2 separate regions of the Mus musculus genome follow, and region 2 is linked to region 1. The links are chromatin contacts, called in public HiChIP or PLAC-seq maps. All regions are on one chromosome and are shown on one strand. Each heading gives the region's core, a stretch centred on a gene start, on an enhancer-like site or on the middle of the called end of the contact. The rest is flanking DNA. Distances are from core to core; before and after follow the strand shown.

Region 1 (6,690 bases), core at 526-3,025:
TCTTCGAGTGGGTCAGAAGAAACCACAATTCCTAGGCAGTGATATAGAAACCAAGTCCAGTCAGCCTGAGTCTCCTTGCGGCTCATGCTCAGTCCAACTCACAACAGCGGTCTCAAACAAAGGAGTACTTACCAGCCTATCTTAGTGCGCCTGCTCTTTCTATAGACCCAAGAGGCACAATGGCCACAAGGTTGCGCCCCTCTGCTGCCTCTGAGCAACTGCTAGGTAGGCCACAAGGCAGACCCAACCCTGACATCTGTACTCCTGGCCGAGGACTCAGGCCCTCTCGGTGAAGCCTCCCAACACTGGAGTGTTGAAAAGGCTGGGAGGAGCTGACACAGACTGGAGTTGCTCAAGCCCGGGGCTGCACAGAAGGATCCACTGGTTGCAAAATGCCACAATGAAGCATTGTGTCGGGGGCAGAAATCACAGCACCCACATCAGCCCCCTCAGCTGCCCACAGAGACCCAATCAGCAGACTCCAGTCACACACCCAAGTTTGTGTGTGTTGGCTAAAAGTAACCTGCCCAGCCCAACCACTTCCCACCTGGGTAGCCTTGAGCAAGGTAACAAGACTTCTCTCTGCCTCCATTTCCTGGAAAGGAGACAAGGACAGACACTTAGGATTGCCCTATGGGTTCCACGTCCATGAGATCCACACTTGGGAAAAGGTTGATTACTGAGAGAAGGTAGCTGTCATCAACCTATGCCACAAACATTCCCTGAGAACCTTCTAGGGCCAGCCCCTGGACTGTAAAACCAGGAGTGGAACATGGAGCGTTTGCTCAGCCCTCCCCTGCAGGGATCACCATCCACTGGGGAAAACACACTCAGAACTGCCAGAGAGATGAGGAGGAGGAAACTAGGCAGCAAAGGTGGAGGACGACAGACTCCCTGGGCTGCCTAAATGGGCTGCTTCGCCAAGGAGGAGACTGAAAGGAGCCACACAGAACTGAATGGACTCGACTCAGAGGTCAGGATGGGTCCAGGGCTCCCCGTGTACATTCTCATCCAAGTACCGAGGCTACAGGGCCATGAGGGGTCAGGCAGGACCCCAATGGCAAATGCTAACCATTTACCACCTCCTCAGCTCTGCTCCAATCTTCAGCACACAAGTAAGGGAGCCCCACACCATGGTAAGCAAAGCACAGAGGGAGCAAGTGACTGCCGACCGAGTTCCTCTGGGAACCCACATTGCAACCAGATTTTCCAGTTGCGGGCTGTGCAGACTCAAGCCCCCAAGAGGTCTCATCTCTGCACAGTGCCTGCCAGCCTCACCAACATCTGAGCGCCTAACATATCCTGAAAGGAAAGAAAGAAAAAAAAAAAATGGATTTCCTTCTTCTAACTCAGCTTCATTAATTACAATGCAAGTCCAACACATCAGAGAAGCAGCAGTCCCCCAAAAGTTTAGGGCAGAAAAACCTGGCTGGACAAGGAGTTCAAACGCCCCATTTCAATGATGAGAACATTAAGCCCCGGAAGAGAAAGCCGACTATCCAAGGTCAGGGAGCAAACCCGGAGGGAGCCAAAACAGAAAGCCGGCTCGGCGCGGCCCGGCCCGGCGTCTCCCACCGTACCTGGCCTCGGGCTTGGGCAGCAGGCTCCCCGATCTCTGCCCTCTGGCCTTGGGGTTCCTTTACCCCAGAAATCACCCGCCCTGCCCTGCAGATCCCACGCCTGACGCGTGGGGCGGGAAGAGGTCACCCGAGCCTGAGCGGAGGGACGCGCACGCAGGCCCCGCGGCCCCAACCCCCGAGCGCGGGAGCGCGGACGCGCGGGCACGCGCACGGCTCGCGCACACTCACCGCCGCGCTGCCGCCCGGGCCGCTCAGGGTCAGAGGTTCCATGCCCCTTGTACGCCGCGGCGTCCCGGCGCCGCCGCCCCCGCCGTCCCCGCGCGCCCTTTTTGGGGCGCGTCGCCCCAGCCGGTCTCCGCCGAGTCGCCCTACGGCAGGAGCGTCTCTCGGGCCGAGCCCGGAGCGTTTCATCAGCCACGCTCCCCCAGGGCGCCGGTAGGGGCCCTGCGCCCGCCACGTGCATGAGATCTGAGCTCGTCCCTGCAGTGAAGGAGCGGGGCGGGGAGGCCTGTCCCGAGTGACAAAGTCATGGGATCCGATGCATGAGGCACACTCGGGACCAGAAGTTTCTTCCAGGCTTGTTTTTAATGAAAAACGGTGTTCAGTATTGAAAGCGTCGGTGTAGTCTCCACTTTGTATCTGCGTTTTCTTTAAAAATCTTTAGTTGAGACAGTGCTGTGAAATTGTGTGAGATCTTTACGAAATAATGTGTGAGGTGTTCAAACACACACTTGCACACCCCGCTCCTTGAGATTTAAAAGGATCTGTGATGGCCTGCTTCTTTTTCCAGGTAAATCACTAGTCTTGGGTTCACCTTGGTGGGTTGTTCTGACAACAGCAGACCTGGCTAACTACATGTACTTTTCTTTGGAGTACGTGTTTATATCCTATTAGCCACCAAACATTGTCTTTCAACAAAGACGGTGGGCACTTGGTTGCTGCACCAACAGCCTGGTTTCTTTTTCAGGGGATCGATGAATGCACAGGTGGTTCCCACCCTTGCTTACAGGAAGGACTAGGGCAGTACATGCCACTGCCCTTGTCTCTACAAGTGGTCTTGTACACACAGAGAGACACAAACACATTTCTTCCTTTTAACAACTCTTGAGGACTTCCAGACCACAGGACTTACATGTGCCTGCAGGATGTTTCCAGGCAGCGAGAATGAATTGAAAACCCAAATTAGCATATCCCATGGAGGTGCCCACGGGGACAAGTGAGGATCAAGGTGGCAGGCTACTGAAAATGAACTTATCTGTGAGCAAATCAGCACTGAGTACCTGCTCTGTGCCAGCCTTGCCCTGGGCAGTAGAAAACAGTTCGTGGGAGCCTCCCATGTAGTTTGATCAACTTGCTAAACAGTAATGTAGAGGCCTGGGAACAAAAGACCCAAGGGTGCTGAGACTTCTAAATGCTGACCCGGCTATTGAAAAGGAAACAGCAACAAGCTGTGGCCTAGCCCCGCCCCACCCCCAACCCTGCCTGTGAAGCAACCCTCCTCAATGTCAGAGATGCCCTACTGCCTTCCCACCAGCCTGTCTTCACTCTCCACGGGCCAGCAGTTTTAGGTCGACACACCAGCCTCCTACAGGTACACAAACGGAACTTGGGAAGCGGCGGACAGAGCTGTACTGGTGCACTATGTAGCTGCCTGTGTGCTTGGACAGCTCTGCCCACTCATTCAGGAAAGTCAGGGACTCCTGCTGATGTGAGAGGCTGCAAGGGCGAAACGTTGAGTACTTAGTGTTCTGACTAGCAAGTGCACCCTTGCAGCAACACAAGTGTTTGCATACCTGAAATCCTGGGATAGGGGCGGGGGTGGGGGCCGGAATTCAAGGACATTACAACCAGGGAAACAGACTGCAGAGCTGACTTTAGTAGTGACTGCTTGATGGGAGTCTCGGGCATTTGTGAGGATTTCGATGTGCACTACCTGCAGCCTACACCGGATGAGTCACTGCCCTCTCTCCAAACCCCAAGCTCCATAAATAGAGCACCTCTCACTTCCTCCTGCCCTCCATTCTTTCACTTCCAGGTCCCAGTGTTTGCCTCAGGTCTTCCCTGTCCATCTGGAAGATCAGTGCCAAACCCATTCTCATCACCTGACCGGCCTATTCTTGGGTCTTGGGTGACAGGGCCCTACTTCTGAGAGCCCTGTCCTGCCCTAGGCCAAGGGCTGTCCTCCTCACTGGTTCCCATTCAACCTACAGTTATCCCTATTATGACCACTGGCTCATTCTTTCCCTGACAGCACAAACTTCGAGTCCTAAGGCCATTACATAGCTACCCAGTGCCCAACGGACAGGCTTTTGTTAAACACATCTTAATACATGGATGAAGTAAAAGAATTCTCCCCAGAATGGACAGAATTTCCAGAAATGCAGCAGCAGCAGCAGCAGCAGCAGCAGCAGCAGCAGATGGGATCGGAGGGAGCTTCAGAGAGCACCTGAAGAGCTAACTGGGCTGCCAGTTACATTCACTGACTTTCTAGCTTTCTTGCCATGGGCTGAACAAACTGATCAGATCACACAGCAGCTCTGGCTCACAAGAGCTGAGAGTCACACATTCAAATGCAACTCTGCCACTAATTATCTGTCCTTGAATAAGTGAACTTCATCCCTCTAAGGCTGTCTCCTAATTTATGCAATCTAATACTACTGCAGACATGGAGTATACAGCATGTATATCAACACCTTAAATTAGTATTAATGCATTAATACACAAACTATTCAAAAACGTATTTATTATAAAAGGTACCACCGCTAGTGGCTCCCTATCTGTTCAACTCTTGGAAGTGGTGTGACCTGGTAAACTCCACTATGAGATGTGATATGACAGCAGGTGAGAGCACAGAACTAGACACAGAGCTGTTGTCCTTGCCAAGTGTTCTGGGAGGCAAACAACATATCTGTCAGAAAACTGAGTCAAACTCCTTGGTACCTGTCAGGAAAGGCAACAATCCCCCCAGGGTACTCAAGGTGCAGAAAGCTAAGTGTCAGGGACAGGTAACAGACAAATGGAGTGAGGCCACAAGACAGTAACTGTATGGCTGTGCAGAGGATTCAGCTAGTGTGTGGGTCTCTTTTCATCCTTAAAATTAGGAAGGCAGCAAGCAGCCTGTGGTGGTTTGAGTAGGTACAGCCTCCGTAGATTCACGTTTGAATGCTTGGCCCAGAGGCAGTGGCACTGTTAGGAGATGTGGCCTTGTTAAAGTAGGTGTGGCCTTGAGGAAGGTCTCCTATGCTCAGACTACACAGTGACAGTCTCTCCCTGCTGCCTGAGGATCAGGATATAGAACTTTCGCCGGGCGGTGGTGGCACACGCTTTTAATCCCAACAGAGGCAGAGGCAAGCAGATTTCTGAGTTCAAGGCCAGCCTGGTCTACAAAGTGAGTTCCAGGACAGCCAGGGCTATACAGAGAAATCATGTCTCGAAAAACCAAACCAAACCAAACCAAACCAAACAAAAAAGATAGAGAACTTTCAGTTCCTTCAATGTAAGCATGTCTGCCTACAGGCTGCTGTTTCCCTCCATGACAATAATGGACTGAACCTCTGAAACTGTAAGCCAAACCTAATTAAATGTTCTGGTTTGAGTATGTTTGGCCCAGGGAGTGGCACTATTTGGAGGTGTGGCCTTGGAGTAGGTGTAACACTGGGCATGGGCTGTGAGACACACTTCCTAGTTGCCTGGAAGCTAGGCTTCTGTTTGACTTCGAAACAAGATGTAGAACTCTCAGCTCTTCCAGTACCATACCTGCCTGGAAGCTATGCCGTGCTCCCACCTTGATAATGGACTGAACCTCTGAATCTGTAAGCCAGCCCCAGTTAAATGCTGTCTAACAGTTGCCTTAGTCATGGTGTCCACAGCAGTAAAACCCTAAGACAGTTATGGTCTCCCTTCACAGCAAAATCCTTAAAATCCTAAGACAGCCCCTTCGTGGGCACTGGACTAGCAACCCAGCTTCTTTTCTGGTGTTATCTGCAGCTGTTGCCAACTGGGCTAGAATGCTGCCACTTTTTTGTTATTTCCAAGTAGAAAAGGTTGGAGGTGGGTGACCTCTGTCAGTTATTCCTCCCAACAAAGTAAACACATCCTTAAAGTTCACACTCGATGCAGAAGCTAGCCAAAATCACTTGACATTAAGAGACAGAGAAGCAAATATTGACACAATATTCTGGCCAGCATCTTCCCCAGAAAACACTAGCCAAATCTTTTCATAAAGACGGTGCCCAGTCTGCCTGTTTGCACAGGCAGGAAACAAAGAACAAAGCGAGAATAAACTACCTGGTGGCACACAAGCTTTTACAGGAACTCCAGAGCCATTGAAGTGATAGGAGGCAAACTGACAGGAAAAAAAAAAAAAAAAAAAAAAAAAAAACTCTTGGCATCTGCCACATTGTTCCTAAACTCTGGAGAGGAGAGTAGAAATGACATATAACTCATAAAAGCTGCATTTGTGGAAGGAAGCTTCAGCTGGCTTTTGGTGCTATCAATCATCTTGAGTGGCAACAGGTCCAATGTGCCCAGAAGTGCAGAACTAAACTATTGCAGGCTTTGTTTCCCTGGCAGGTGAATGGAGACAACAGTATACAAATCACGCTTCAATTGGGAGCTTGGCAGCTTCTGGCTTGCAACACACAATACCGCTCCGAACTGACTCTTTGTTTCATGACCTCTGACATCCTGCAAGCCTCTAGGCCTGCATTTTCTCATGCATGGAGATGGGATCACATCTCTAACTTGCAGAATCTAAAAACCTCATAAAAAAAAAAAAAAAAAAAAAAAAAAAAGTGAGCCTCCAGACTAGTTGCTCGCAGAGATTAGGATGTGGAGTGTAAATTACTTCATCTCTCTTGAGTTATCACCAATCCAAAGTGAGAGTGGCCATTCAGGGAACTGTTAAGATTGCTGTTACACAACCTGACTGTAAGCTATGTTATGTCTTCCACCAGAGAAGCTCTGATTAAGGTTAAGATAGGGCATCAACAGAAGGTTCTCATGTTTGCAACAGGTGATTGGGAAATCCTTTCCAGGAAACTGCACAATTACCCAGAGGAACCAATGAACATCACTTTTGGGGGAAGGGATGTACATAGAAAAGATACAG
Region 2 (7,457 bases), core at 1,924-4,423, 160 kb before region 1:
GAAGCGTCTGCCTCAAAATCTCCTTCCTACAAGCCTGGGAAAGGCTCTTGGTCCTTCAAGAGGTCAGTTCCCTTCTCATCTCTTTGTGCCCATCCCTGGGAGTGACGGAGAACAGTTTGTTTCTTACACTTGTAGCATGAAATGAAACATTGCAAGCTAATACCGGTGAAAACTCATTTCAATTTTCCAGAGGCAAACAGTGATGAAAGTGTAATGCAGGTCCCCAAAAATGAGTTTTCCAGCAGATTCCCAAAAAGACTTTCCATCCCCAGAACCTCAAGAACAAAGAGGTGAAGTCATTTACCTTCTCTCCAGTGTCAGCTTGTCATCTATGGGGACGACCAGTGACAGATGAGAGTCCCCATTCCAAAGGTCTAATATTACCATTATGACTATGAGCTTAGCATGATCAGTCTATGTTTATCTGGCATCTATCCACCTACACATACATATCCCATCACAATAATAGTACTAATGATCCAATATGGAGTCATACAAACTGCTGTATAAGGGGCAGAAGACCTCTGTTCTAGATAGGCCCCAGGCTGCCAATTTGGCCAATACATCTCTAAGTTTCCATTTTCTTCTCTGATTAAGAACAGGGTTCAAATTTATCCCTTAATGGAATGTCTACATCAAACCCCTTCCCTAAAGGCTCTGGGATCAATCATGAAGGAGAGGCTGAAAGACTGTAAGAGTGAGAGGTGGTGGATGACTCCAAGGAAACAGCATTTGCAAACACACCAGGGCTGATGCACATATGAACTCAGAGACCACAGCAGCATGCATAAGACCTGCACAGGTTCAAGCCAGACACAATCCCAGGGGAGTACACACAAACCTCACTCCTAACCAAGAAGCTACTTGCAATTTATCCTCACTGAGGGAGACAAAATCAGTTTTCTCCCATGGAGTGACACTGGATATGTAAGTCACACTCCAGGACAGGCCCTATGCTCAGGGCTCCATGTTGGGTTTTTTTGTGTGTGTGTACTTTTTGTTGTTTTTGTTACAGTTTAGTGTGTTTAGCTTTTTTTGGTTTTGTTTTGCTTTGTTTTCCTGCTGGTTTGTTTGTTTGTTTGTTTGTTTGTTGGCTTTTCCAGGGAAGCCTTGAGAAAGAGAGAGAAAAATAAAGTTGGGTGGGTAGGAAAGTAGGGATGACCATGAAGATTTGGGGGAGGGAAATAATATGATCAAATTATATTATTATAATCAAAATATATCATATTATATTGCATTAAAAAACAATAAAAATCTAATTAAAGAAATGACAGGGCTGAATAAGTCTGTGCCCGTGGCACTTGAGTTTCAAATGTGCTTCCTTTTATCAGATTTGTAGGGAGGGAAGAGGACTTGTCCAAGAGAAAGCAGAACTCTGTGTCCCTAGGCACAGGGACTTTTCTCTTCTTTAGTGGAGGAAACAGAAAGCTAACTGCACCTGAGATAGGTATTCCAATGTGTACTCATGCTGTTCCATGTTAACCGACCTCTTCAACTCCCTCTTCCCACTGGTCCCTTTAGGCTTTCAGTAGGGCTTGGCAGTCCACTCTCCATACCACTAGTGAGTTACTATTGTATTTACAGCTGGTGTTTCCCAGGTCCTGAGATGAAATCTTCCCATAATTCACCTTATTCAACAATGCTATGAAAGTGGCCTTTTCTTACTGAATGGATGAGGGAAATGAAGCCTGAGAAATTAAGTCCACAGGTCCAAAATAACTCTGCAAAGCCAGGATCCTAATCCAGAGAGGAAGAAAGTACCCTCCTCTCAGAACCCATAGTCAGTAATCTATAATAATAGCTAACTAGGAGCTAAGCACATGGCATGCATCATCTCATTTACTCCTCAGAGCATCATTTCCTTGGGTTCATGTCAATAACCATACTTGCTCATACTGCCACTGGCAACCTCGGAAATAAGCATGAAGCCCTCAAAAGATGACTGGGTCTCCCATTCAAAGCATCATATGACCACTGCAAGCACAGCAGAGATCCCACCCAGGAATGTCCTTTCCTCTGGCATGCCAGGGCCTCACTCCTACTAACCTATAGAAGTACCAGAATCATGCAATGTTGGTCATCCCAGCCTTGCCCAAACTGGGAACCTCAATTGTGGCCACACCGAGTCCTCAGACCAGTTCCAGCTGCTAACCAGTGATGTGGGGTTCTTCTCTATTGGCTTCCAGTTCCTCTCAAATGTCACCACCCACCCTAAAAGTAAGTCCTGTCTCCTTTCTGGTCTATAGTCTCTACCTGGCCTTAGTTGATTGGACCATGTGCCCTGTGGCGAGCCTTCACCAAGCATTTTGCAAGCCCAGTTTTCCTTCACCTTCACATCAGAACTTGGAGAGCAGGAACCCCTGTCATCGTGGCTCTCCTACACATGAATAAGGTTAGGTTCACTGAGACCCAGGAACTCCATGGACTTGGGCCTTCCAGTAAGTGTGATTCCATCTCCTCACACAGTGTCTCATTCTGCTTCTAGGCTTTGCCATATCACTGTGTCTTATGTGTATCATTGGCAAAGTCACCTAACTCCTTTGGACCTCAAAGGGCACCTCTAAATTCAAGTACAGATCTAAAATTCTAGGGTTCTAGCTTAACTTTAGCACAACTGTCATTATTCTTGTATTATAAGAAGTCTGGCCTTGCTTTTGTAGAGGACATTATACCCAGAGCCCTCTCCTCTCCAGGTTACTATTCCTCCTAGGGACAGTGAAACACCACTCCAAAACTGTCTCCAGCAACTCATATCTGTAGCCATGCTAAAGGAAAGACGCCCTTACTGGCTATGTTTACCTCACTGAGTTCTCAACTTTGGCTGCATACTAGTAAAAGTAGAGTATAGGAATAGACTATCCCAGACCAATGCAATCAGAATCTCTGTCTTAGTTACTGTGCTGGCTAGTTTTACATCAACTTGACACAGGCTAAAGTCATCTGGAAGGAGGGAACCTCAATTGAGAAAATGTCTCCAAAGGTCCAACCGTATGGCATTTTCTTAATTAGTGATTGATAGGATGGGTCCAGCCTATGATTGGTAAGATCATCCATGGGCTGATGGTCCTGGGATCTATAAGAAAGCAGCCTTAGCAAGCCATGAGGAACAGAGCCAATAAGCAGCACCCTCCCTGGCCTCTGCATCAGCTCCATGTTGCTACCCTGCTTGAGTTCCTGTCCTGACTTCCTTCAATAATAAACAATGATGGGGAAGTAGAAGCCAAATAAATCATCTCCTCCCCAAGTTGCTTTTGGTCACAGTGTTTCATCACAGCATTAATAAGCCTAATGCTGTTACTATTCTAGTGCTGTGAAGAGAGACCATACCTAAGATGACTCCTATTTTTTTAAAGAAATTAAAAATCATTGCAGAGGATTAGTCCATTATCATCTTGACATAAAGGAGATAAGTGTGGTAATGGAGCAGTAGCTGAGAGGGTTAGATCCTGATCTGAAGTCAGCAGAAAGAGAAAGAGAGAGACAGAGACAGACAGAGACAGAGAGACAGAGAGAGACAGAGAGAGACAGAGAGAGACAGAGAGAGACAGAGAGAGACAGAGAGAGAGACAGAGAGAGACAGAGAGAGACAGAGAGACAGAGAGACTGGGCCTTGTGAGGGCTTTTGAATTCTCAAATCCTACCCTGAACAACATATCTCCAACAAAGACGCACCTCCTAATCCTTCCCATACAGTTCATCAACTGAGTACCAAGCATTCAAATATATGAGCCTGTGTGGGCCATTCTCATTCAAACCACCACAATCTCTTAGGTGGAACACAGAGAAAATATTTTTTTTAACTCCCAGCTAATTCGTTCTAGTTGAATTTTCCATGCACCGATACCTGAGGCTATGGAGCAAGGCTATGGAAGTAGATAGATGTATGATCTCTCCTCTGCCGTGTTCCAGCTCTGAGACTCAGATAGCTGAACCAGTCTGTCTGCACTTTACCTCCTCCATCTACAAAGCAGTAAGATTAGGGTGATACCCTTGAGAGGCAAAAGGAAACAGTACACATGACAGCAACTGATGATGGTTCTGTCGAGATCCTTGGTCCCTGCTCAGTAAGAACCAGCTGTCACACTTTCTGAACATGACCCTGATGGTCTGTGGTCTCCTTCTCTTTTCTTCTGCACATACTAAATTACAAACAGTATGAAGCCATAAGGCCACAGTGGCATGTCAGGCTCTGCCAAGTGCCATGTGTGAGACGGATAAGGCTAACAGACTCGCCAAATATTTGCACTATTGAGTTGAAATAGAGAGTACAATAAGGGAATTACTAAATAATTGCCAAGTGATTGTGATAAAGGTTATAAAGGAAACAAGAAAGGCTTTGGGGATTTAAAAACAAAGACAGGGCCTTTATCACAAGCGACTCAGAGTTTGTATCCCAGACACTTATTGCACACTTCAAAGTTTAGGTAACATTGGGTTTGTGACCTCACAATACGATCATCGGCTAATAACAAGTGTGACTCACTCTAATTCCAGACCTTTGGGGGTCAAAGACCAAGGAGGCCAAAACACTGGCCGGCTGCCAGCTGTCTCTGGGCCAAAGCAAGTAAGCTGCACCCTGGGCTTGGCCCGCATGCTCCATTCCATGCACTTAGACAGTAAGTGTTTCTCTTACAGCTGCTGCAAGAAGGTCCAAAATCCCTTCTCACACAGTTATTCAAAAGCATGCCCATCTAAGCTTTACTTGCCATGCTCCAAGGATCTCTCTTAGTCTTTACCTTTGCATAAGAAAATGTAGTCTAAAATCACAAGGGAAATAGTAAGCTATGTTCCTCTTCCCAAGAGTTTTAGGGGTGGCGGTGGTTAGGAGATGGGCCCTAGATGACAGTGTCTGTTTAATAGAACGTAAAGAGAGGTTCAAAGAGGAAGAAGCTAAAGGAGTCATAGAATACAGGGGCTAAGCATGTCTGAATAGGCATACTATGTACCTAACCCTTAGATGTTTCCCCAAGGGGAGTATGGTCCCTGAACTAAAAGGTCAGAGAAACCCCACTGTGGAGACCTCACGCTAAGACTAAATCCCTAGAAGTACCTATGGCTCTGATGCAGACAGGCAGAGGGGAGTGGAGTCCAAGGCCTTTGGGACTTGCCATTCTCTCAGGGCAATCACACCTAGTCCAGCTATTCAGGGATGCAATGTATTTTGGAGACATCTATAATTCCAATCAAGTGTCCCAAGACAGACTAAGGTCTCAGACAGGTCACATTTATCCCCACACTTAATAACTCAGTAAGACTGACTTCTGAGGCTCATAGTGTTCTTATATTAGTCAGTTCTCTCTTACTGTGGCAATACACCTAAAGGAAACCCACTTCAAGGAAAAGAGTGATTAGGGCTCATAGTGTGTCATAGTGTGTTCACAACCCTCCATAATTCCAGTTCCAGGGGATCTGAAGCCCTCTTCTGGCCTCCATCGGCACCAGTCACACCTGTGGTATACAAATGTGCATGCAGGCAAAATACCCATGCACATAAAATAGAAAATAAAATATTATTCAAAGGTGGGGGAGGGACAGGGATAGATGCTGATTTCATCAAACAGATACTCCAAGAATTCTGTGGCTTTGTTAAATGAGAGATGAAACTCAGGACTGATAAGGTGGCTTTGTGATTAAGCACTGACTTCACAGGCCTAAATCTCTGAATTTGGTCCCCAATACTCACGAAAAGGTGTAAAAAGGTAACCCCAAAAAAACTAAGTCAAAAAAGTTGAATGAGGACAAAGGCACAGTCATAAAAGAAGATATAAATTTATTTATATGATAGCATGTCAACTCTATCATAAGTTAGTTTTTTATTGTAGTAGAAAAGCATATAAAATGTGACTGTGATGGAAAAGTATATAAAATATAATAAATTATAATATATAATAGAAATATAAGACCCAAACATAATAAAAACATAAGACCCCCCAAAAAAAAGTTGTCCTCTAACTTGCAAACATGTGTCATGGTACAAACACACACACACACACACACACACACACACACACGTAATACTACTACTAATAATAATAATTTTATTTTAAAAAATGAAGAAGGAAACCAAAATAAATAAATAAAAATCATACTGAAAACTCCTGGACATTTCCCTGTGCTTCCCCCACAGTCCCTGAAAGTGAATTCCAAAAGGTTAAGTGTGGTTTCACTACAAGTGTGGGTGTCAGTTTCATCAAGAAGGGAAGAAAAAGCCACTCACGGTGAACGTTGAGTCCTCACTCAAAACCACAAGAGAAGAAAATGAAATACAGCAGAGCAAACTCTGTGCTAAGAGACTCAGGGCCGATAGTTTCTTTTGCCTGTTTGCTTGTTCAGTCCATGTATCAGACCAATTGACTGTTGATTCAGCCAAGCCTAAGCTTCTAGGTCCAGGCATTTCTCTAAGGTCTGAGAAATCAGAGATAAAGAAGAGCCTGGAACTTTTGTTTCTAGCCATAACACATTAATGGCTAAACATCACAGTTCTATGTGACCTTGTCACTGTAAAACTAGACAACATACATGCAGTATCTACTTTGCTCACTTAATAGCAGCCCACACAGAACTTTGATCCTAAAAAGAAGTAAGTATCCAGCTTCTGTTCCCCCTTTACCACCCTTTTCTACCCATCTAGTTTCCTAACGGGAACTCTAGAAAGAGGAACCCAAAAGACAGCGCAGACTGTCTACAAGGTGAGTGCTTACCCACCTTGGGTTTGGGGGCTATGGTGTTAAGCTTGTATTAGTCAACTGGACACCATCTGGAGTCACCTGGGAAGGGAGTTTCAGTGGGGTACTGTCTAGATTAGGTTGGTCTATAGGCATGTATGGGAGAGATTTTCTTAACTGGGTTAATTGAAATGGGAAGACCCACCTTGAAAGTGTGTCACACCATTTCACAGGCTGGCTCTGGACTGTAAGGAAAGGAGAGAGCTTGCCAAGAACTGGTAAACATGCACTGTTTCACCCCTCTGTGCTCTTAACTTGTGGATGTGATCCACAGTTGCTTCAACAGTCACCTTGACATTCCCTGCAGAGATGAACCGTAACCTGGAGTGTGTGTGGGGTGGGGGGGAGGCAAATGAACCTTCCTTTCTATTTTAAGTTGTTTTTGTCAAAGTATTTCCATCTTTAACCTAATGATGCCTATCCCATAAGATATCCCATCAGAGGCTGTTGAGGTATTCATGGAGAAGCACACAAAGAAGGATGCTGGAGATGGAGAAGAAGGAGCTACAGAGATATTCAGACGGGACTAGGTACATACAGAAGTGTTGTTTAAAATGACTTAATGTTAAAATGTTTAAATGTAGAATCCTAGCAGCTTACCTACTACAGGGATAAAATGAAGCTATCACAAGCCATCACATAGTCAGGTCGCTGTAACCCTAGGAACAACAGAAAGGCCACATTTAGGAGTAGCCTACACTACATTGTACTTATCCCTATAAAGCATACCGT

What was found. HiChIP or PLAC-seq counts read pairs in DNA pulled down with a chosen protein or histone mark.
Region 2: a contact with region 1 is called in an H3K4me3 HiChIP or PLAC-seq map of bone marrow-derived macrophages, with 2.3 times the contacts expected there. The contact joins the enhancer-like site here to the promoter of Tmem268 in region 1. A contact is called at or near these places in 3 of 39 promoter capture datasets (3T3-L1-derived adipocytes, hippocampal neurons and maxillary cranial neural crest) and 1 of 115 datasets of contacts at active chromatin or transcription factors (bone marrow-derived macrophages).

The regions. Positions count from the first base shown.
Region 1 is chr4:63,553,848-63,560,537 of GRCm38.p6, reverse strand. It overlaps Tmem268 (transmembrane protein 268), which reads right to left and starts at 1,775. Exons shown (of 10, transcript NM_001356354.1): 1 at 1,581-1,775.
Region 2 is chr4:63,715,182-63,722,638 of GRCm38.p6, reverse strand. All of the region lies in intron 1 of Gm42294 (a long non-coding RNA gene), which reads right to left. Among named protein-coding and RNA genes, the nearest start is that of Gm42294, 23 kb to the right of the region's middle. Within about 2 kb of position 3,173, at least 25 of the 459 cell types and tissues checked have an H3K27ac peak or open chromatin away from gene starts, as enhancers often do. A contact at or near this core is called in bone marrow-derived macrophages, where this site is marked.